Linked DNA regions of Mus musculus: all the other regions are linked to region 6. The links are chromatin contacts, called in public Hi-C, HiChIP or PLAC-seq, Micro-C and promoter capture Hi-C maps. All regions are on one chromosome and are shown on one strand. Each heading gives the region's core, a stretch centred on a gene start, on an enhancer-like site or on the middle of the called end of the contact. The rest is flanking DNA. Distances are from core to core; before and after follow the strand shown.

The links. Promoter capture Hi-C pulls out the DNA fragments that hold promoters and counts their contacts. A called contact is a pair of places that touch in the nucleus more often than the background predicts. HiChIP or PLAC-seq counts read pairs in DNA pulled down with a chosen protein or histone mark.
Region 1: a contact with region 6 is called in an H3K4me3 HiChIP or PLAC-seq map of stem cell-derived neural progenitor cells, with 13 read pairs. The contact joins the enhancer-like site here to the promoter of Cep41 in region 6. A contact is called at or near these places in 1 of 39 promoter capture datasets (cranial neural crest), 1 of 15 datasets of contacts at CTCF or cohesin (the NIH/3T3 cell line), 7 of 115 datasets of contacts at active chromatin or transcription factors (the NIH/3T3 cell line, acute myeloid leukemia, astrocytes and 4 more) and 1 of 9 other capture datasets (embryonic stem cells).
Region 2: a Hi-C map of pancreatic cancer cells shows a contact between it and region 6, with 3 times the contacts expected there. The contact joins the enhancer-like site here to the promoter of Cep41 in region 6. A contact is called at or near these places in 4 of 39 promoter capture datasets (the 3T3-L1 cell line, cranial neural crest, frontonasal cranial neural crest and 1 more), 2 of 15 datasets of contacts at CTCF or cohesin (the NIH/3T3 cell line and embryonic stem cells), 1 of 484 Hi-C or Micro-C datasets (pancreatic cancer cells), 7 of 115 datasets of contacts at active chromatin or transcription factors (cardiomyocytes, embryonic stem cells, large pre-B cells and 2 more) and 1 of 9 other capture datasets (embryonic stem cells).
Region 3: a promoter capture Hi-C map of cranial neural crest shows a contact between it and region 6. The contact joins the enhancer-like site here to the promoter of Cep41 in region 6. A contact is called at or near these places in 5 of 39 promoter capture datasets (the C10 cell line, cranial neural crest, frontonasal cranial neural crest and 2 more), 3 of 15 datasets of contacts at CTCF or cohesin (the NIH/3T3 cell line, large pre-B cells and pro-B cells), 3 of 484 Hi-C or Micro-C datasets (bone marrow-derived macrophages, cerebellar granule neurons and muscle stem cells), 8 of 115 datasets of contacts at active chromatin or transcription factors (the 230-238 cell line, craniofacial prominence, embryonic forebrain and 4 more) and 1 of 9 other capture datasets (embryonic stem cells).
Region 4: a contact with region 6 is called in an HNF4G HiChIP or PLAC-seq map of pancreatic cancer cells. The contact joins the promoter of 1700095J07Rik here to the promoter of Cep41 in region 6. A contact is called at or near these places in 2 of 39 promoter capture datasets (the C10 cell line and pre-B cells), 2 of 115 datasets of contacts at active chromatin or transcription factors (extraembryonic endoderm stem cells and pancreatic cancer cells) and 1 of 9 other capture datasets (macrophages).
Region 5: a contact with region 6 is called in a Micro-C map of embryonic stem cells, with 4 times the contacts expected there. The contact joins the promoter of Klf14 here to the promoter of Cep41 in region 6. A contact is called at or near these places in 18 of 39 promoter capture datasets (the 3T3-L1 cell line, the C10 cell line, HPC-7-derived erythroid cells and 11 more), 1 of 15 datasets of contacts at CTCF or cohesin (the NIH/3T3 cell line), 4 of 484 Hi-C or Micro-C datasets (bone marrow-derived macrophages, embryonic stem cells and muscle stem cells), 14 of 115 datasets of contacts at active chromatin or transcription factors (the 230-238 cell line, the NIH/3T3 cell line, bone marrow-derived macrophages and 5 more) and 2 of 9 other capture datasets (adipose tissue and embryonic stem cells).

The regions. Positions count from the first base shown.
Region 1 is chr6:31,010,302-31,013,083 of GRCm38.p6, forward strand. Gm40359 (a long non-coding RNA gene) reads right to left here. Exons shown (of 2, transcript XR_868931.2): 2 at 1-398. Among named protein-coding and RNA genes, the nearest start is that of Gm40359, 3.2 kb to the right of the region's middle. Within about 2 kb of position 1,295, at least 36 of the 459 cell types and tissues checked have an H3K27ac peak or open chromatin away from gene starts, as enhancers often do. A contact at or near this core is called in bone marrow-derived macrophages and stem cell-derived neural progenitor cells, where this site is marked.
Region 2 is chr6:31,031,788-31,034,669 of GRCm38.p6, forward strand. No RefSeq gene overlaps it. Among named protein-coding and RNA genes, the nearest start is that of Gm40359, 18 kb to the left of the region's middle. Within about 2 kb of position 1,339, at least 54 of the 459 cell types and tissues checked have an H3K27ac peak or open chromatin away from gene starts, as enhancers often do. A contact at or near this core is called in pancreatic cancer cells, where this site is marked.
Region 3 is chr6:30,981,356-30,984,596 of GRCm38.p6, forward strand. No RefSeq gene overlaps it. Among named protein-coding and RNA genes, the nearest start is that of Klf14, 24 kb to the left of the region's middle. Within about 2 kb of position 1,441, at least 29 of the 459 cell types and tissues checked have an H3K27ac peak or open chromatin away from gene starts, as enhancers often do.
Region 4 is chr6:30,302,974-30,306,007 of GRCm38.p6, forward strand. It overlaps 1700095J07Rik (RIKEN cDNA 1700095J07 gene), which reads left to right and starts at 1,642. Exons shown (of 2, transcript NR_166056.1): 1 at 1,642-2,116. Ube2h (ubiquitin-conjugating enzyme E2H) reads right to left here and starts at 1,566. Exons shown (of 7, transcript NM_009459.3): 1 at 1,079-1,566. The coding sequence starts at 1,131.
Region 5 is chr6:30,957,261-30,960,348 of GRCm38.p6, forward strand. Klf14 (Kruppel-like factor 14) reads right to left here and starts at 1,730. Exons shown (of 1, transcript NM_001135093.1): 1 at 1-1,730. The coding sequence starts at 1,437. The coding sequence ends at 460.
Region 6 is chr6:30,692,369-30,695,595 of GRCm38.p6, forward strand. Cep41 (centrosomal protein 41) reads right to left here and starts at 1,381. Exons shown (of 11, transcript NM_031998.3): 1 at 1,269-1,381. The coding sequence starts at 1,301.

The sequences.
Region 1 (2,782 bases), core at 45-2,544, 320 kb after region 6:
TCCAAGATGGAGAACAGTTCATTTCCTGGATTGGACCACCTGAAAAGACGTCCATGGTTCGTGCCGCTGCTGTTGCTGTTGCGGGATGTTGATACCCATGGGTCTGTGTTGCTGCCAAAGGCCACGTGGATGTTACATGCTGCAGTGGGGGTGGAAGGTGGGGTTGGGGATATGTTGATGTCCTTGGTCCATACTACTGCTAGAGAACACATGAGTGTTTGTGGTCAGGGCTGCGGCCAGAGGCCAAGTTGGTATCTGCGGTCCATGCTCCCGCAGAGGGAGGGCCTTGTTGGCGTTTGTGGTCTATGCTGCCACCTGGGGTCATGTTGAGGTCCACAATCCATGCTGCCGCTGGCTGTTTTGGGCCAGGAAGCTTCTTTTGTCGTGGCATCGTCGATCTAATGCAGACTCACAGTTGAGAATGAGAGACATAGAAGGCATCTGTGACAACATTCCCCACCCCCTCCCCCGCCACCTCCACCCCTAGCCCACCCCTACTCCCAGAAAAAAAAGAAAAGAAAAAAGTCAGGCAGGAAAACGTTGAAGAGAGTGCTTAAAAATTGTGCTAAGGCAGCTAAAGTGTAGCACTTCACAGTTGGTGGCTTCTGGTGGGGTGGGGATGGGGAAGGACTCAGTTATCTTCAAGTGGCTGGCCACTGGGCATTTCAGCATGCTCCATTGAGTATATGGGCAACACAAACTGGACCTGGGGTATATTTTTTATTTTCTTCTGTTTCTTGGGGGGTGGGGTGGGCGGTGAGAGTATGGACCCGGGAAGAAAGGAAGGTGAATGGGGTACGATCAGGCGATCAGGGTGCATTGTGTGAAATTCCCAAATAATCAATAAAAATATTATGCTTGATTAAATAACAAAAACAAAACCCACCACAACAAAAATAGGAGAGAGAGAGAGAGAGAGAGAGAGAGAGAGAGAGAGAGAGAGAGAGAGTTTTGAAGCATTCACAGCTGCACAGAACTTCCATTGTCAAGCTGGCATAAAGAGCTTTCTTCTGTTAATGTTTACAAAACTGCTTGGTGTTTGAGTCTGCTAAGACATTGTAATTCTTAGGCTAACCCTGAAAATGTTTCCTGAAAGCTTCATCCTTACCAAGGTGCGCTACAGCTCACAGGATGCTCAATAGCAATTAGTAACATAAAGTAAAAGTCAATAAAGAGTTAAAAAAATCTGACTTTTCTATTTCAGGCAACATTTTATTTAGGTAATGAAGGCCGTTAGGGCCTAGGATAGAAAGCCTTGGCATTCTGCCCAGAGCATGCTACAGTTTCAAGTGCTAAGAGGGAAATGATGGCATAGGTTAATTTGGGATCTTGGCCTGTGGCCACAGCTCACGGGACTTCTGAATTGAGAGAGAGAGAGAGAGAGAGAGAGAGAGAGAGAGAGAGAGAGAGAGAAAGAGAGAGAATTGATTTAGAAAGTCAGCTTCTCAGGCAGCAGGGGGAGGGGCCAAGTCTAGTTCCAAGAGGCATTTAAGGATAGAGAGGCTGAAGAAAGTCCACTGAGACTAGCTGGGCTGAGGGTAGGACACTGGCAGCAATAATGGTGAGAGAAAATGACTCAAAGAGGGTACCACTTCCTGAGATGGACAGGCTAGGAGCCTAGCACAGAGTGCCACTGAAGACTCGGTGGAGACTCATCCCTTAGGACAATTCTTAACTGCATGTACAAAAAAAAAAAAAAAAGGGGAAAATTGCCATCTCGAAAAGCCAGCAGAGTTCACTGAAATAGTTAAAATCCATGGACTCATATGGCAGGAGCCATTCCCCAGCAAAACGCAGACAGCAAAAACACCCCATTATAACCTCTGCCGGGTCCAAGGGAGAAGCTACAGGCTGGTGGGCCTCTGCTTCAGAAAGGAAGGAATGGGAGAGGATGCTCTTAGCTTTTGTTGGTTTCATTGTCCTAAACTCCCCTCCTCTATCGAGCTATCTATCAGTGCACAGTCACTGAAGGCCAAGCGGGGAAAGAAATACAGAGCGGCTCTCATGGGCCAACTGCAGCACAGCACAGCATATAGACCAATAGACCCTGCACTTTGGGGGTCTATTGGTCTATATCCAGAAGTTGAGACACTGTTCATGTAGCTCAGTGATAGTGTGGTTGCCTAGCATGTGTGGAGTCCTGGGTTTGATCTCCAGCATCCTGCTAGGTGCTGTGACTCACACCTGTTAACTTGGCACTCCAGAGGTGCCACACCCACTCCAGTAAAAACTTAGTGGCAGGCCCAAAAGCTTGGACACAGTCCCATGGCAAAATGTTTCACGGAAACTTAGTCTCTTGGAGCCTTGGCATCCTGTAGCAGGAATACTCCAAACATGTCCTTGTGTTAGTCAGTGAATGGATCTGTGTGCTTTCTTTCAGTATTGTTTTATTATAGGTGCCTCCAAGCAATGATTTGTCAAATACCTAAGCTAAATTGAACTTTGCTTCCTGGCCTTCACCAATGTCCTAGGCAGTCCTTGAGCCGACCCTGAGCTTGGAATTCAGTAAGAATGTTGCCTATTCAGATGAATTGCCTCCAGTATTGAAAGAGAGATAGTTAAAGAAATCAGGCATTACTATCTACTACATAGAGTTAGAAATTTCAGGGCAAGCTTAGCAAAGTAAGTTTAGAATTCTTATTATAATTATGAATGGCAGACTACATTACTTAATAGAAGAAAGTCTACACAAAATCACTTAGATTAACAGCCAAGTCACTCCCATATACAGGAATTTACAATGGTTTAGGAAGAAGATTGGGCTGTGGTTTAAGGAGGAACT
Region 2 (2,882 bases), core at 89-2,588, 340 kb after region 6:
CAACGAAAATTGTACTAGCTATACCAGAAGAGTGAGTTATCTTTCTGGAGAAAACACTATAAAGTTGCTGTTATATGAACCAGTGATCAAATGTCATGTGGCCAAAACACAGGAAAAACAGGGCTTAAGCCAGAATTTTTTTAAGGGCAATGCTGGTGATATTTGTCAGCTTCTTCAAAAATATTATGATAATGTTTATAATTTTAAATCATATTCTCACCTAATTTACATTTGTGAATTAGGTCCTATTGATCACAATAAGCCTTTAAAATTACACTCAAGCTTTAGAAGACCTGGGTACATATACCCCTGGTTACATGTGGCTTCACTGATAACCATGCAGAAGAATTATAGAAATAAGAATTAATGTAATAATATTTGTGATCGAATTTAAGATTCAATTCCAAAAATTACTTTAAAAACACTTTTTCTAAATGTGTGTGTGGGGTGGGGGTGGGGGAGACAGACAGGCAGGCAGAGAGAGAGAGAAAGAGAGAGAGAAAGAGAGAGAGAGAGAGAGAGATGTCTGTGTCACACTGGGCGGGTAGAGGTCAGGACAGTATCAGCTGTTCTCAGCTTTCATCCACCAGGCTAGCTGGCTGGAGCATCCCAGGATTCTCCTGTCTCCACTTCCCATCTTAAAGGAGGCACACCTGCGGTAGATGTGCTATGGTACCAGTGTTTCATGGACTTTCTCAATCTAAGCTCGGGTCCTCACATTTGTGCACCAAAGTCCTTTTCACACACAGAGCCATCTGCTCTGCCCTAAAATTCCGATTTAATGAGCTTATGCAAAGAAGTATGCAGACATGTATATATATATATATATATATATATATACACACACACTGATAACTTTTGACAAATGTGTCAACCTATGAAACAGCTCTCAAATCAACATAGAACATATTTTCATCATCTTCCAAAATTTCTTTGTGCTACTTTCTAGTAAATTCTCCCCACACACGGAAGTTGTTCTGATTTTCATCACCAGAGATTAGCTTACCTACATGTGAACTTCGTAGGAAAGGACTTACACAGGGTGAGCCCTGTTTGTGACCGATTTCTTGATTTATCTTGTACACGGCAGTAATTTCACAGGCCAGGTTGACTATGTTAAGGCAGGCCAAAGCATAAACAAGATCTCTGGGCCTATGAGGATATTCCTACAAGAGATTAGTATCAAATTGGTCGACTGAGTTTGATCTGTAGGTGGGATCTGTCCTCACCGTTGTAGTGGATGTCATCCAGGCCTGAGGCTTACATAGGACAAAAGTGCAGAGGTAGGCTGCCTCTTTTTCTCAGCTAGGCCAGCCTCTGCTTCCTTTCCCTGGGTCTGCCATCTCCAGGGCTTACAGCGCCAACGCTACCCACCCCCACCCAGCTTTCCAAGCCTTTGGATTCAGGCTGAGTTAGAGCCAGCAGCTCTACGTCGCCATCTTGTGGCCACCAGAGGATATGGCAACATATCATCTCGGTCGCCATTATATGAGCCAATTCTGGCTTTCTCTTTATGTCTGTACCCACATCAGCTACATCACATCGACTCACCCACCCATCTTTTCTCCAACTCCTGTCAGTTACCTATCTGTTATCTATAACTATTCGTATGTATACAACGTCTCTTCCCACCTTTCTGGATAACTGACTAATATGTCCTTTGAAGACTTATCTATGCTGTGGTATACACCAGCAATCCGTGTCTCTCTCTCTCTCTCTCTCTCTCTCTCTCTCTCTCTCTCTCTCTCTCTCCCCCTTCCTTCCTTTCTTTTTTCAATTACAGAGTGGTATTCAGTTAACAGAACAACAATTATCTTCATATAAGCTGCATCAAAGACTACTGAAGATTAAAAAAAATAATAATAAAACCAAAAGAAAAAAAAACAAAAACTTAACTACTGTCCCCATATATAACTAATTTGTGCTGTGCACAACAAGAACCTGCTTTAACTTTCCAATCCGGTCCACCTCCCTGGGGAGTAGTATATCACTGTTTCCTTATTTGCCTGATGAACATTTCGTTATTTCTAGACTTTGTTTATTATGAATAAATATATATAAATATGTGCCTAAGTAATTTTCGGAAGATGGACTTCCATTTCTCTTGGGGATGTGCTGTGGAATTCCTCCATCCTATAGAAGGTAATTATTGAAACATTTTCCAAAGTGGTCTCAGTTTCAACCCTGACTCAGTGGTTAATGAGTGAACTGGTTATTTTATTTTTAACAGCATCCGAAGGGGTGTGAAGTGGTATCCTGTCTGTGGTTTTTTCTCATAACTCCCTGATGAATAATGAGACCGAGTGCCTTCTCAGGTATTTACTGACCGCCCCATCCTCGTTATCAAGTGTTTCCCAAATAGCTTGAGTATTTTAATTTGGATTATCTTTTACTAATTTGCATACACTCTGTAAATTCAGTTCTGATTGAAATCTTTAATTAGTTCAGATCTATCTATCTATCAAGCATACATTTTTACACAATCTATAGTCTGTCTTCCATGGCTTAATTTTTTTTTTTTTTTTTTTTTTGAGACAGGGTTTCTCTGTATAGCCCTGGCTGTCCAGGAACTCATTTTGTAGACCAAGCTGGCCTCAAACTCAGAACTCCACCTGCCTCCGCCTCCCGAGTGCTGGGATTATAAAGGTATGCTCCACCATGCCAGGTTCCATGGCTTAATTTTTAAATTTTATAGTTAGAGTTATATAATTCCACAAATGGGGGTTTCTGTAATATACACCTTTACTTGGTTTCCTCTATGAGTTAATAATTCAAGTTCTCCTAATGTATGGGGTTTCTCCACTTCTCTTACCATTGACTTCTAATTTAATTTGGCTGTGGCCAGACAGCATGACCACCTCAGCAAGTTAGCAGCATATCAT
Region 3 (3,241 bases), core at 191-2,690, 290 kb after region 6:
AGCTGCCCCTTATATTCCTCTTGGCAGGTATTTCTGTAAAATGCTGCGTTACTAGCAGAAGGAGCCTTGCCTGGTGCTGGAATCAGAGTCCAGGAACCTGCACATTTCCCAAGAGTGGGATGTCTCATGTCACATTTGCGTGAGGATGACACATCTTTCAAGGGGATCAAACACTCCGTGAGCATGCAGTGCCTTTCTCTCACAAGATAATAACAGCCCACACCTAGTGCTCACCCGCTGCCAGCATGATGTCTTAGGCATTTCCTACGTCATCTGTGCAGTAAGATTCTGAGTAACAGTGACTATTTTGAGTGTTTACAATGTAGCATTCACTTAATGTTCTTTGTATCAGGTCTTCTTTAACCCTCTCCAGATTCCTATGCAAGAGGTCTCATTGTAGCCTGGAGTGGTGGCGCAAGCCTTTAATCTCAGCACTGGGAGGCAGAGGCAGGCAGATTTCTGAGTTCGAGGCCAGCCTGGTCTACAGAGTGAGTTCCAGTACCTACACAGAGAAACCCTGTCTCGAATAAACAAACAAACAAAAAAACAAAACAAAACAAAAAAGAAGTCTCATTGTTTCAGATAGGGAACAGGAAGCCTGGAGGAGTTGGGCACTGATCAAGTCAGAAAGATCAGTAAGTTGGGGAGTGGGAATTTGGACTTGGTAGCTATTGGGGTGGGGCAGGCTAGTGATGGAGACTTACTGGTTGTTTCTAGACTCCATGGGTCCCAGCTTTTATAATAGCAGAGCCACATCTACGAGACTCCTGTTTTAGGTATCAGACAGTTCCGCTTACATCTTTTTCTAAAGCAATTGCTTCTCCTGTGAGTGGACTTGTCTGTCTGTCTCCTGTCATCAGCAAGGGCTGATCAGTCTTCAAATCGCATGCATCCCTGTGAAACAGGCTGCCGTTTTAACTCTTAAAACAGGGGACCATGTTTTAAGTGAATCAGAAGAACATTCCATTGCGACTCGTGTTGAAACCATCAATAAAATCACAAGAAGGTTTTTATAACCATCACATCATTTTTTGTGTTTTGTAAATCTGGAACTCTGCCGTGTTGGATTTTCTTGGGAGAGGCACATGATTTGAAAGGGAACCTTAACCTTTTAATTCAACGTAGCAAGTGTTTTTACACTTCTAGGGATTCAAGCTGACTGGTGAATGAACGAGAAATGCGCTTTAGACACAGAGTTGCTTTCGTGCGGTAGCAAAACACAGGATCTAATTTGAGACTCTGTAAAACTGCTTTTTAAGGATCTGGCGGAAAAGGATGTCACAGGTACAAAGTACATAGTGTCCAGAGCTAAGATAAAGAGAAGCTATCTCATCTTGGAATCGACATTTTATTGTTGGGAAGGGTTTACATTCATTTCCCCTTCGAGACGACTTGATAATCTTTGTGGAAGCTTTTTCTGTTGAAAACGGAAAAAAGAAAAAGCTTTTTTTTTTTTTTTTTCCTTTGCGTCAAGCTCCTGGCGCTGTCTTAGTGGCAAAATGGTGCTCTCTAGTGGCAGAAGAAGGAGTTACTTTTTTTTTTTTTTTTTTTTTTTTTACTTTCTCAGTTTAGTCAAGAAATCTTTTTTTTTTTCATTAATTAATTTACTCATTTATTTTACATCCCGATCGCAGTTCCCCTCCCTTCTCTCCTCCCAGACACACCCTCACACACCCCTCACCCCACTACCCTCCCCTCTTCTCTAAGGAGAAGGAGAACCCCCCCCTTTAGGTACCACCCCTCCCTGGGACATCAAGTCCTTCTCCCATTGAGGTCCAGCAAGGCAGACCAGCTAGGGGAAGGTGATCCAATGGCAGCAACAGAGTCAGAGATTCCCAGCCCCCACCCTGAACTTTTAGGGGACCCACATGAAGACCAAGCTGCATCTGCTTTAAACGTGTAGGGGGCTTAGCTCCAGCCCCCGCATGCTCTTTGGTTGGTGGTTCAGTCCCTGTGAGATCCCACGGGCTGAGTGAGGTTAGTTGACCCTGTAGGTCTTCTTGTGGTATCCTTGACCCCTCCGGTCTCTCAGTCCTTCCCTGAACTCTTCTACAAGACTCCCCCAACTTTGCCTGATGTTTGGCTGTGGGTCTCTGCATCTGTTTCCATTCACTGTTGGATGAAACCTCTCAGGAGACAGTTATGCTAGGATCTTGACTGCAAGCATAGCTGAGTATCATTCATAGTGTCAGGGGTTGGCTCTCTCCTGTGGGATGGGGCTCAGGTTGGGCCAGTCATTGGTTGGCCTTTTCCTCAGTCTCGGCTCCATCTTTCTGAGCCTGAGCGCCGGCTGTGTATGAGTGTTTTTGTATGAAGGATGTCCTGACAACCGATAGCTTCTTATGAAGAGCTCACATGGCTGGACTAGACAACGATGAATATCTGCGGGGCCTTCTATCTGCAATGTCACAGTAGTGAGAACAAGAGAATTCTAGCCAGATCTGGAGACATGTGGCAAAAGAATATGTCGGTTTTTTAAAAAGAAAAATGTTGATTGGCTTTTCTTCTATTTAATATAATTACATGTTTATTGTAGGAAATTTTAGGAAATACAATTGAGGTTTTAAAAATTATTCCCCAGTTCCATCACCCAGAGACAATCAATTGGATGTGCATAATTTAACTTTTAACAAAATGTTGCTTATGCTTCATAATTTCATTAAATCACTCAATAGATTTTTGAGATGTTTCCTGTTACTAAATACACGAACATGACATGATTACACCTTTTAAAAATAGCAATTAGTTCATGGTTAAAATTGGTATTTAGTTAGTGAGAAAGAGATTTCTTTGGGAGAAAGTTTATATCATTGTAACAGTAAATTGAGTCTTCTTTTAAGACTATGGTCGGTCATTTAACTCTGTGTTGCCAAAGTCAATGTTACCATTTTTATCATAAGCATCTACACCATGATTTGAAAGTTTATTTCTTTTACTTTGATTTTTTTTTTATTTTTTAAAGTTAACACACAAAGATACACATTTGTTTATGGAGTTTTTATACCTAGGTGTTATTTTTCTTTTGTCGTTATCTGTCTCTCTCTAGCTGTCTTCCCTCATCCCCTCACTCCTCGCTTTCTGTTTCTCTACAAATACTCTCTGCTTTCATGTAATATGGATTTCATTTCTCTGTCCCACTTAAGATTTCTTCCTCTCCTGTTCACCCCCCCCCCTTTTCTACACAGAGAGGGGGAGGGGGAGTGAGGGAGAGGGGAAGGGGAAAGGGGGGAAGGGGGAAAGA
Region 4 (3,034 bases), core at 392-2,891, 390 kb before region 6:
GGGGATCAGCTATTTACAACACTGGGCTCTCACCCCCACCCTCAAAAAATAAAAACATTTTTTTAAATGCTCGATTTGCCTTAGGAACCTTCGCGAATTTCTCTACTGGTCATGCAAAAAAAAATCAGCCTGGATTCCAACCAAAACCACTGCCTGGAGGACTCTTATCAGTTACAGCTCTCCCACTGCAACCTCGGGTGTATATAAAGCTGGGGGAAGGGGTAGAAAATAAAAGGTGTCACTTGGCCCAGATCAGGGCAAGCAGTCCCCAAGAACCATATCCTCAGAGGGAGTTTTGCTCAAGTGGCTATTTTGTTCGGGGAGCTCCTTTCTCTCCTTCGTCCCAGCTGTCAGTTCCACAATATGGAGGGTGGCCTGCCTGCTAAGAGGGCCTGGGGGTCCTCACTGCATGCACTATGAGTGGGATAGGCTTTGTGAGTAGAAAGAAAAACAGGAAGGTTCTCCAGACCAGAAGGCTTAACAGGAGTGTCTGATTTAAAACACACGGAGCTCTTTATTACAAGAGGGGGCCCTGGGCAGGCTACTCTCTTCCTAATATAGAAAGGAATTAGGGATAAAGAAGGTTGCTTGAGTTACCCCAGTTTAAGCAGCACTGTGACTGGAAGGAACAGGGACACCCGAGAGAGAGAGAAAGAGAGAGAGAGAGAAAGGCTTCCCTCTCAGGAATTTCTATAATGAACCCATAAACCCAAAGCTAGCAAACAGGAAGCAAAGACCCTGAAGATGAGCTCCCGGTGACGAAGGAGGCGTCTAGTTATACCCCCACACACACCCCTAAGAAAGGGCCGTCTTAGGAATCCAAACGTCGTAGAGGGAAAGTCAGGGGCTGGGGGTGGGGGGGGAGTGCAAGGAAGGCGAAGAACAACGCACATCTCGGGGGGCTGCAGATAAAGGGGGACTGAAAAAGCCCTCGGCTCCGGGGAGGTGCCAAGGGGCCGCCGTAGGCACTGGGGGAGGGAGGGGAGGCGCGGCCAGTGGCCTGGAGTGCCCCGGAGCCCTCGAGTGGGCACCCCCACCCGCCCCACACGCAGTCCGAATTCCCCTCCATGAAGGATACAGCTTGACTACGTCCGTGTCCATCCGCCTCTTGCCGGGACTGGGGGATGACATGGTGTCGCCGCTGCCGCTGCCTCCCCGTCGCCTGCGCCGCCGCCGCCTCTCTCCCCTCCTTGGCCCGTCTGTCACGGGCTCCGGGCCCAGCTCGCAGGGCCCCGCGGCCTCGCCGGCTCCTCGGCCGAGGTGGCAACACCCGCGCGGTCCCGTGGGGTCCGCTCAGCCGCCGCCCCCCGCACGGGGGAACACCGGGCACTGCCCCGCCGAGTGGGGGCGGGGACCGAGGCGCCCGCTCGGGCTGCCCTCCGACTGAGGCTCCGCCGCGGCCCGGGCTGCCGCTGCTCCGCGCCGTGCGCCGCTCCCTCCCGCCTGCGCTAGCTCGTTCGCCTGCCCGCCCGCTCGCTCACGCTCTCGCCAGCTCCCAGCTGCTTCCTCCACAAGCCGACGACTCCAGCTCGGTCGGCCTCTCTACCCTAGCCTCGCTCTAGGCGCCGTGATGTCACCTCTGTGACGTCATCTGAGGGGCGGGGCGCCGGTGGGAGGGGAGGAGCATCGTCGTCGCGGTGTAAGCTTGTCAGGGGAGTTCTGGGAGATGTAGTTCCTCTTTCTCCTGCCATCGTGCATTCCCTCCGCCCCCTCCCCCAACCTCCTCACACACTTCATCGATCAACTGCCAGTGTCGTTACCATCAACATAAACGACGGTAGTAAATAATGGCAGTATGATTACATTCATACTTTATGTACCACCCTCTCAACAGTGCTGCAAAGGCTGTTTGGATATGGAGGAGGCCAAAGTGGCAATTACTCAGACTGGCGTCCAAATCTGGAAATTCCCACACCAGCATGTTCTCTCCACTCTGCTCCCTCTTCAGAGGGAATTGGTTTGCAGGGATTTAGACTACAGTAAGGCTTCCCCAGAGCTTGCAAACAGGGTTCATTTACCCTCTATGCAAACAAGGTCAACAACTCCGGAACTGCAGTAGAAGCAGCAAAGAACAGAAATAATTTGATACTAACATCCTCATTCTACAGAATTTGAGGTAAGTTGAGGTCCTTTTTAAAATCACAAAGGTGACTGATAGAAGCACCCTAAATAAGTTATAATGCAGAACAAAGACACAGTTCTGCCCTCTGAACTCCTATATCAGTTCATGACTCTGAGGATACAGTGTAGATGAAGATGAAATTTACACAGCTCTCCCAGAATGGACCAGAGTGTCAGCATCATTTGAGAACTAGGAAGGAATGCCTCTAGAAGGGCCTTAGGCCTACTCAATTAACATATGCAGTTGAACTAAGTTCTCAGACAGTTCCCTGAACAGTGAAGTCTGAGATATACTGCTCTACAGGGCTCAAAAGTACTGTAAACCTAAGGAGCAACAAGGTAAAAGAGGCAGAATAGTGCCAAGTATCCTCAAAAGCTTTATCTATTGTCTTTTCTCTATGACACACACTTGGACTTTGTCAGGTCAGGTACTGAGGGCTAAATTGAAGATCATTTGCTCCTATCTTTCTACCCTTCAAAATGCCAGCTATTTTTTTTTTTTTAGTTGTAACATACATATAAAATATACAATGTTAACCATATTTAAATATTCAATGCAACAGCAAAAAACCATTAAATATTGTGCAAGTATGACTAGTGCTCATTTCCTGAACCTTTTCATCAATCCAGACAGAAATCATGTGCCCTTAAAAGAATAACCCCTCCTCCCCATCCCACCAGCCCCTGGTAACTTCCACTCTATGTTCTGGGGAGAAAAAAAGACTATCCATTGCTTTCTCCTAGGAGAAATCTGTCAGCAGACGGGTATGAAAAGACTTCTAGCCACCTTTATCTGATCACTTCATTGAAGGAAGAAAACAAAACAAAACAAGATTTGTCTTTCTCACTGTCTGCACCAGACTCCCTAGGGTGTTATTGCCCCTACCAGCTTTCCTAGAGTGGCTCCCCCAGC
Region 5 (3,088 bases), core at 480-2,979, 270 kb after region 6:
TCTCTTCATCCAAATCTGGACATTTCCAAGGCTGCCACCCTGGACACCCTCTCCAAAGTCCGCCCTGGCCAATGGGTGAGACACCAGAGTCATTTGGAACTGGGAGATCCTCCAGCATCTCAGAATTCAGTTTTACATCTCTGGTGCCATGGAGGGAAGAAACTTCAGTACGCTGGAGAGTTCATCCCTTCTCAAAGGTTCCTGCAGGCTGTTTGGAAGAAACCGTTCATTTCAGAAGATGTTTGTGTTGCAGGACTTCCTGCTATCTTCTGGCTCCCAGTCCCTCTCCAGAGTCCGACAAGTTTGTCTGAACCCATCCCCAGTGCGGAGCAACCAGTCTGTACCTCGGTCTAATGACCCTGGAAAATAGGAATGGACAGAGAGAAGGCATGGACAACGGCCTGGGGGGCAGCGGGGGTGGGGGTTGTGCTTGAGGGAAAGATAGACAGCAAGACAGTCCTACAGGCAAGCAGTGAAGCTGGTCTCCTGGCCAGAAGAGGAGCTGGAGTCGGAACCAGAGCTTTCCACCATGGCTGGGGGTGGTGGCTCAGGGCGGGGAGTGCGACGACGACCTCGGTACTCGATCATGTCGGGATGGTAAGTTGGATGGCGACGAGCATGCTTGGTCAGGTGGTCGCTCCGAGAGAACTGCTTGGGACACAGCGGGCAGGAGAAGCGCTTTTCACCGGTGTGCGTCCTGTAGTGGCGGGCTAGCTCATCAGAACGCGTAAACTTCTTGTCGCAGTCGAGCCAATCACAGGAGAAGGGGCGTTCCCCCGTGTGGGTACGCTGGTGTGACTTGAGGTGCGACGACTTGTAGTAGGCCTTGTTGCAGCCATGGAAGGAGCACTGATGTCGCTTGGATGCGGGCGTAATCTGCCTCCTTCGGTACGTCGGGCCCGTTGATGGCGCAGGGCGGGCCCCTGGGGGCCCCTCGGGCACTTCTCCGCTGTCATCCGGCTCCTCTGAGGCCTCAGGCGCATCCAGGATAGCAGAATCACTGCAGGAGCTCTCGGCGTCAGAGAGCTCATCCTCGAAGAAGGCCTGGGTAGGCTCAGAGCCCCCAGTAGGGCTGGAGCACCAGGTCGGCTCGAAGCAGCTAGTTGAGGCACACGGAGCTTCTTCGGAGTCTTCCCTGAAGTCTTCCCGGGCACCACAGCTTAAATCAGCCAAAGCGCTCGCAGCCAGCAGGTGGGGCGCGCCATCGCCTTCTCCGGGGCTCGGGGTGGGGACCTGGAGGACTGGGGGTATCCACAGCACCCCCCGTGACCCGGTACCCTTCCCCGCCGACTCCCGAGACACTGCACCCACCTCGGAGACAGCCGCTGCGCTCGCGCCTTCGGGGTCCGTTGCGCGCCGGTGCAGCACGGCGCGGGTGGACATAGACACCAGGCACTCGGCAGCGAAGTAGTCCAGGCAAGCCACGGCGGCCGACATGCTGGCGGCGCCCGGTTGCGGGCGAGCGCCGTCCGAGCGCGGCCAGCCGCGGGCCGGAGAGTCCCCGGGAGCGTCCGTCCCGCCGCTTGGAGCCAGACGAGCTGGAAGCCGGTGCGCGCCGCTCGCCGCCCGCAGCCGCTGCTGCCGGAGCCGAGCCCGCCCCGCCTGACGCGCCCTGACGCACTGAAGCCTGCGGGGGTGGCGGGGACCCGCCCCGGCCCGAGGACACCCCTGGATCGCGCTGCCGCGCGGGCTATGGCATTCCCAGCAGCCTGGGAAATTATCTTGTCTGCGCTTTCTCTCCGCTGCTGGCGAGCCAGGTAATTTCAATGCGCGCAAGTCCCGGATCGCAACTTCTGGGCAGCCTGCCGGCCTCGCCCCCCTCGCCCCTGGTCTCTGGCCAGCTGGGTGTCAGGCAGAGTCCTAGAAACTTTTTTTTATCCTCTAAGGGGGAGGAGGGAGCGGCGAGGGAAAAAAAAGCGGCGCTAATACCTGACTTGTCTTTCGCTTCGCAAACGCGATCGCTGGCGAAGTGGGCTGCGATTGCGTTTGACTCGCGTCCACCGCTCACAGCTCAAATGGAAAATAGCCCCAAGTCTTCATCCAAAAGAAAACGGGGGCGAAACAAAGTTTTCTCATTTAGCAGTTCGGCTGTTAATGCAGGATCGGCAGCCTTGTCGCCAATAGATCACCGCGTAGCCATTAATTAATAGCGTTTTGAATCAGAAACGGTTTTAACCCTGGCGAGAGCAAAGAATCATCCCCGCTTGAAATAGAAACTTAAAATCCTTGAAGTAACGATTTAACTATTCAAGCAACGAAAGAAAAAAACGCACGTTTAAACTGCATTAACCTGTCACAGGCACACAAACAAATATCCACGCTGAAATATAAATTACAGACTAGCAGCGAGATAAACACATTAAAATGGACTCCCACAATTTTAATAATAGAAAGTCACGTTTCCAATTAGGCAACCTCTTCTAGTTCTCTTTTGACAAAAAAATTAAAATTAAGAATATGCAGCAAAATAGTATAGAATGCTCATCCAGTGGTTTATGACTGTGGGGGCTTTTTCTTTTTTATAATCAAATATGAATGATTTCTTTCACATGCCTTCACGGCTTTATTTGCCCCCCTTTTTATTTTTTAAAAATTAAAAACCCCACAGAAAATAAACAGGATGATTTCTAAATGTAGTGCTACCACGGTTTGGGATGTACATAGGCTTTACTTTTGTACTATTACGTTATGTGCACTTTATTTGCAATGCTTCACTATTTTTTTCTTTGGAAAAGTAAAATGATACACATGCTTCAAGAATAACATATGTCCATATACTTGATGATTAGAATAATCAAATATGATATTTTTGTCGTGTTTGCTTCAAATTTTAAATTTATATTAAGCATCCAGAGAGGGTAGAATGTCATTTCCCTCGTTTCTCTAGCACTGTTCGTTTTCTCCCTCGCTAATCAGTATCATAAAGGGTAAATTCTTCTAACATTTGCTGTGCTTTATTACACAGCTACCTAAGTATGTAAATAGACCCATGTATCTTTGTTAGTGTATTTTAAATGTGGGCAAGTGTTACTGTGCTGCACATGTCTCTTTGCAGCTTGCTTCTCCCAGCATGATTTGTGGGTTGATA
Region 6 (3,227 bases), core at 131-2,630:
AGTTTAGTTCTCCTAACAAACTTTCTACCCTGCGACCAGCATCTCTTTGTCCCAGACGCTATATCCCTAACTTCTGGTGACCATTATTCTAATTTCTACTTCACTGAGTTGGACTTTAGACTCCAAATGTAAGTGACACTGTGTAATATTTACACATCACTATCAAGGTTTAGTAGTGGCGGCACATGCCTTTAAATTCCAGTATCTATGAGGCAGAGGCAGGTGGATCTCTTTAAGTTTGAGGCCAGCCTAGTCCACATAGTGAGTTCCAGGACAGCTGGAGCTACATAGTGAGACTGTCTCAGAGACAACCAACCAACCAAACAACAACAACAAAAAACAACCAAACAAACAAAAAACCCCACCAAAATAACAGACATTACTATCATGGCACTCCAATACACATGCCACAGTTTCCGACACCAGGCATTCAACAAGAAATCCAAGACCTACAACTGGTGTTTGCTATGAAGGTGCAGAAGGCCCCTCTCAAATTGCCTTTTGTTCTGTAGACTCCTACTGGGACTTGGTCGGAGTTGAAGCTCTCCTTGGCTTTACACAGGCTGTTCTAGCAAGCTCTTCACCTGACTCACGAGTGGCCTTGATGGGTTGGGGCCTTTTCAGCTCAAGAACGCCCCTCCTTCTCTCAGCTTGAGTGCTGTCTTTCCTCCTCCATCTCTCTCCCGAAGCTCACCAATTTCCATCACTAGACTGAACTCTACTGTAGAGACTCTGTCGTTCTCTTTGTAGGTCTGGTTACTTGTTTGGTAAGGGTCAAATAACACTGGGTGACATTAAACTGCTACAAATGCACAAGGGCACTGAGGGTAAAGGAGAACAAAGGGCCCTATTTTGCTCCCTTTGCAAGGGCGGCTTGGCCTGGGGTACCCCAACTCAGAAGTGATGGGCCCCTTCACCTCCTTCCATGTTTTGGGGGTCTTTGATTTTTACTTTGTTTGCAGGTGTCACTCCTAGACTGTAAACTCTTTGAGGGCAGGGGCTGTGTCTTTATGTACTTGGCTCCTCCAAGCCTCGAACGTCGGTGTCCGGTGGGTCTTTGTGGGGCGAGCACGCCCGGCACCGGCGGGTGCCACTGACGTGGAGCCTCGGCCTGCCCCGCCCCAGGCCCTGCGCTCGGCCCCCTCCTCACGCTGGCCACTTCCCGCCTTCCGGGCGGCGGAAGTGGCCGGCTGTTCGTCCCTGCCCACGTGGCGCCTTTTCCGGTGCGCCCGCCCCCTCCGGCTCTCGGGTCCGGACCTGGCCCTCACCTCAGGATTCCCAATGTGCCTCCGGGCAGACATATTTGCTCCAACCGACCACGCTCGGGGTTCTAGCCTCACGTCTGGCTACTAATCTAGCTTCCTACCCCCCTCCAGCCCCCACTCAGCCGCCTCCCTGTAACCTCTCTTCCGATTGGCTCGGCTGCCCAGGCCAGCCAATAGAAGCTCCGTTTACTGCTTCGGCCCGGGCGGGGAGAGCAAAAAAAGCTGCTCAATGGTTGCCAAGGGCAACGCGGGACGCCCGCTAGCGCAGCTTGGATCCTGGCGCCCAGCTCCTGCCTGAGCGCGGGAAGGAAGGGGGAGGGGCTCCGGCGCCTGCGCAGACCTGAGAAGGGGGGGGGGGGGAGGGTCTGGCCTCAGGCTGGAGAGAGAACACAAATTCACCACAGGTCCCCCCAACCCTTTGTAAAGTCTTTCTAACCAAACATCGGGGCTACTTCTTCCACGGCAAAGGACATGATTTGGGCCAGGGATGTTCAACTGGAACGAGAGTGCATAGTTTATTATGTTCAGGTCTTAAGTTATTATGCAAATTATGCAAAATATCATAAGTAAACACAGTAATTATTGTTGCTCTAAAAGCTTTTAGTCTAGCGAAAGAACAGCAACCTTAATTGCAAAGAGCACACACCGTTCAGTGGTTCATCATTCATTTAACAAGTATTTAATAAGCACCTTATGAAGAAAGCGGCAGTATGTTTTGTGGAGGATGGGAAAGATGACTAAAATCCGATCCCGTTGTCATGGAAACCATTGTAACTCCTGCCACCAACCACCACCTGTTCTCATTCCAGATCTGAAAATTAAGTCCTAGCACCTTTACAAAACAATTACCCACACAGTTTGACTTGGCTCCTAAATGTCCCACCAAATCCATCAAAATTACTATTTCATTTTACAGGGAAGAAACAGCACAGTAACCCTTTGTCCTGTGCTCTAAGTCGTTTTTTTTTCCAGGAATAGAGAAAGGTTCCATTGGTTTGTTCATACTGGCTAGCTCTGTGTTAATAACAACATCCATGTGAACTATGGCAGGGTCTACGCAGATGACCTAGTCAACAACGTGGTCTCTCATACCCTGTCGTGCCTCATAGCAACTTCAGGAACCTGCTCTTAGGGCCGTATCTTGGATCAAGTCATTCAGACTGGACCTCCAGGATCTTGGACTATTGTCCTAACTGCCCCTTGTACTGTGTTTAGTGTTTAATACCTACCAAGGTTTATCTTAAATCCCTTTACCATGTCTAGTCTTTAACCCTTCTAAAATTCCCACTCATCATTCTATTAGAATGAAGGATTGGGGGCTGCAAAGGTTAGAAGGGAGTAGATAGGGTGTATTTATCACATCTTTGCATAGCGAACCCCTGTGCAGCTTGGAGTTGGAGTAACTCTAGCTTTAATTTTTTTTTCAAATCCTATTATTAACGATGGTTCTTAAATGCTTTAACCTTCCTTGTAGCCCACCACCCCACCAGAGGTAGTAGAAAAGAAAGGATATGTGGGAAATGGACCTGTTTAGAAAGGTTCTTTGGAGCAACTCAGTGTTGTCTGGAAATCGGCAGTTCAATTCACAGGTTAGCAGGCAGCGGCAGCTTGATCTAGTTGCAAATACCTCACGGATACACCAGGGGTCCAGTTCGGTAAAGTTGGCTTAGCAACAGTGGTGACAAGACCTAGCAGAGACAGCCTGGCCCCAGCCTCAACTTGAGTCAGCAGGAGGGACCATCGGGAACCCAAGGAGAAGTTCTCTGTTGTGCCTCTCTCAGGAAAGTGAAGGCCAGCAAAGACCACCGAGACCCACCAGTGTTGCACAGCTAACTGTATGAGCAAGCCGGGCTCTGTCTCCGTCATTCCTTGGAGTCCCATTTATGCCTTTCACACATCAAGTGTCCTCCACGTGCCTTGCCTCAGCACACGTCTTACCTCAGCAGGACGCTTGCCTAAAGC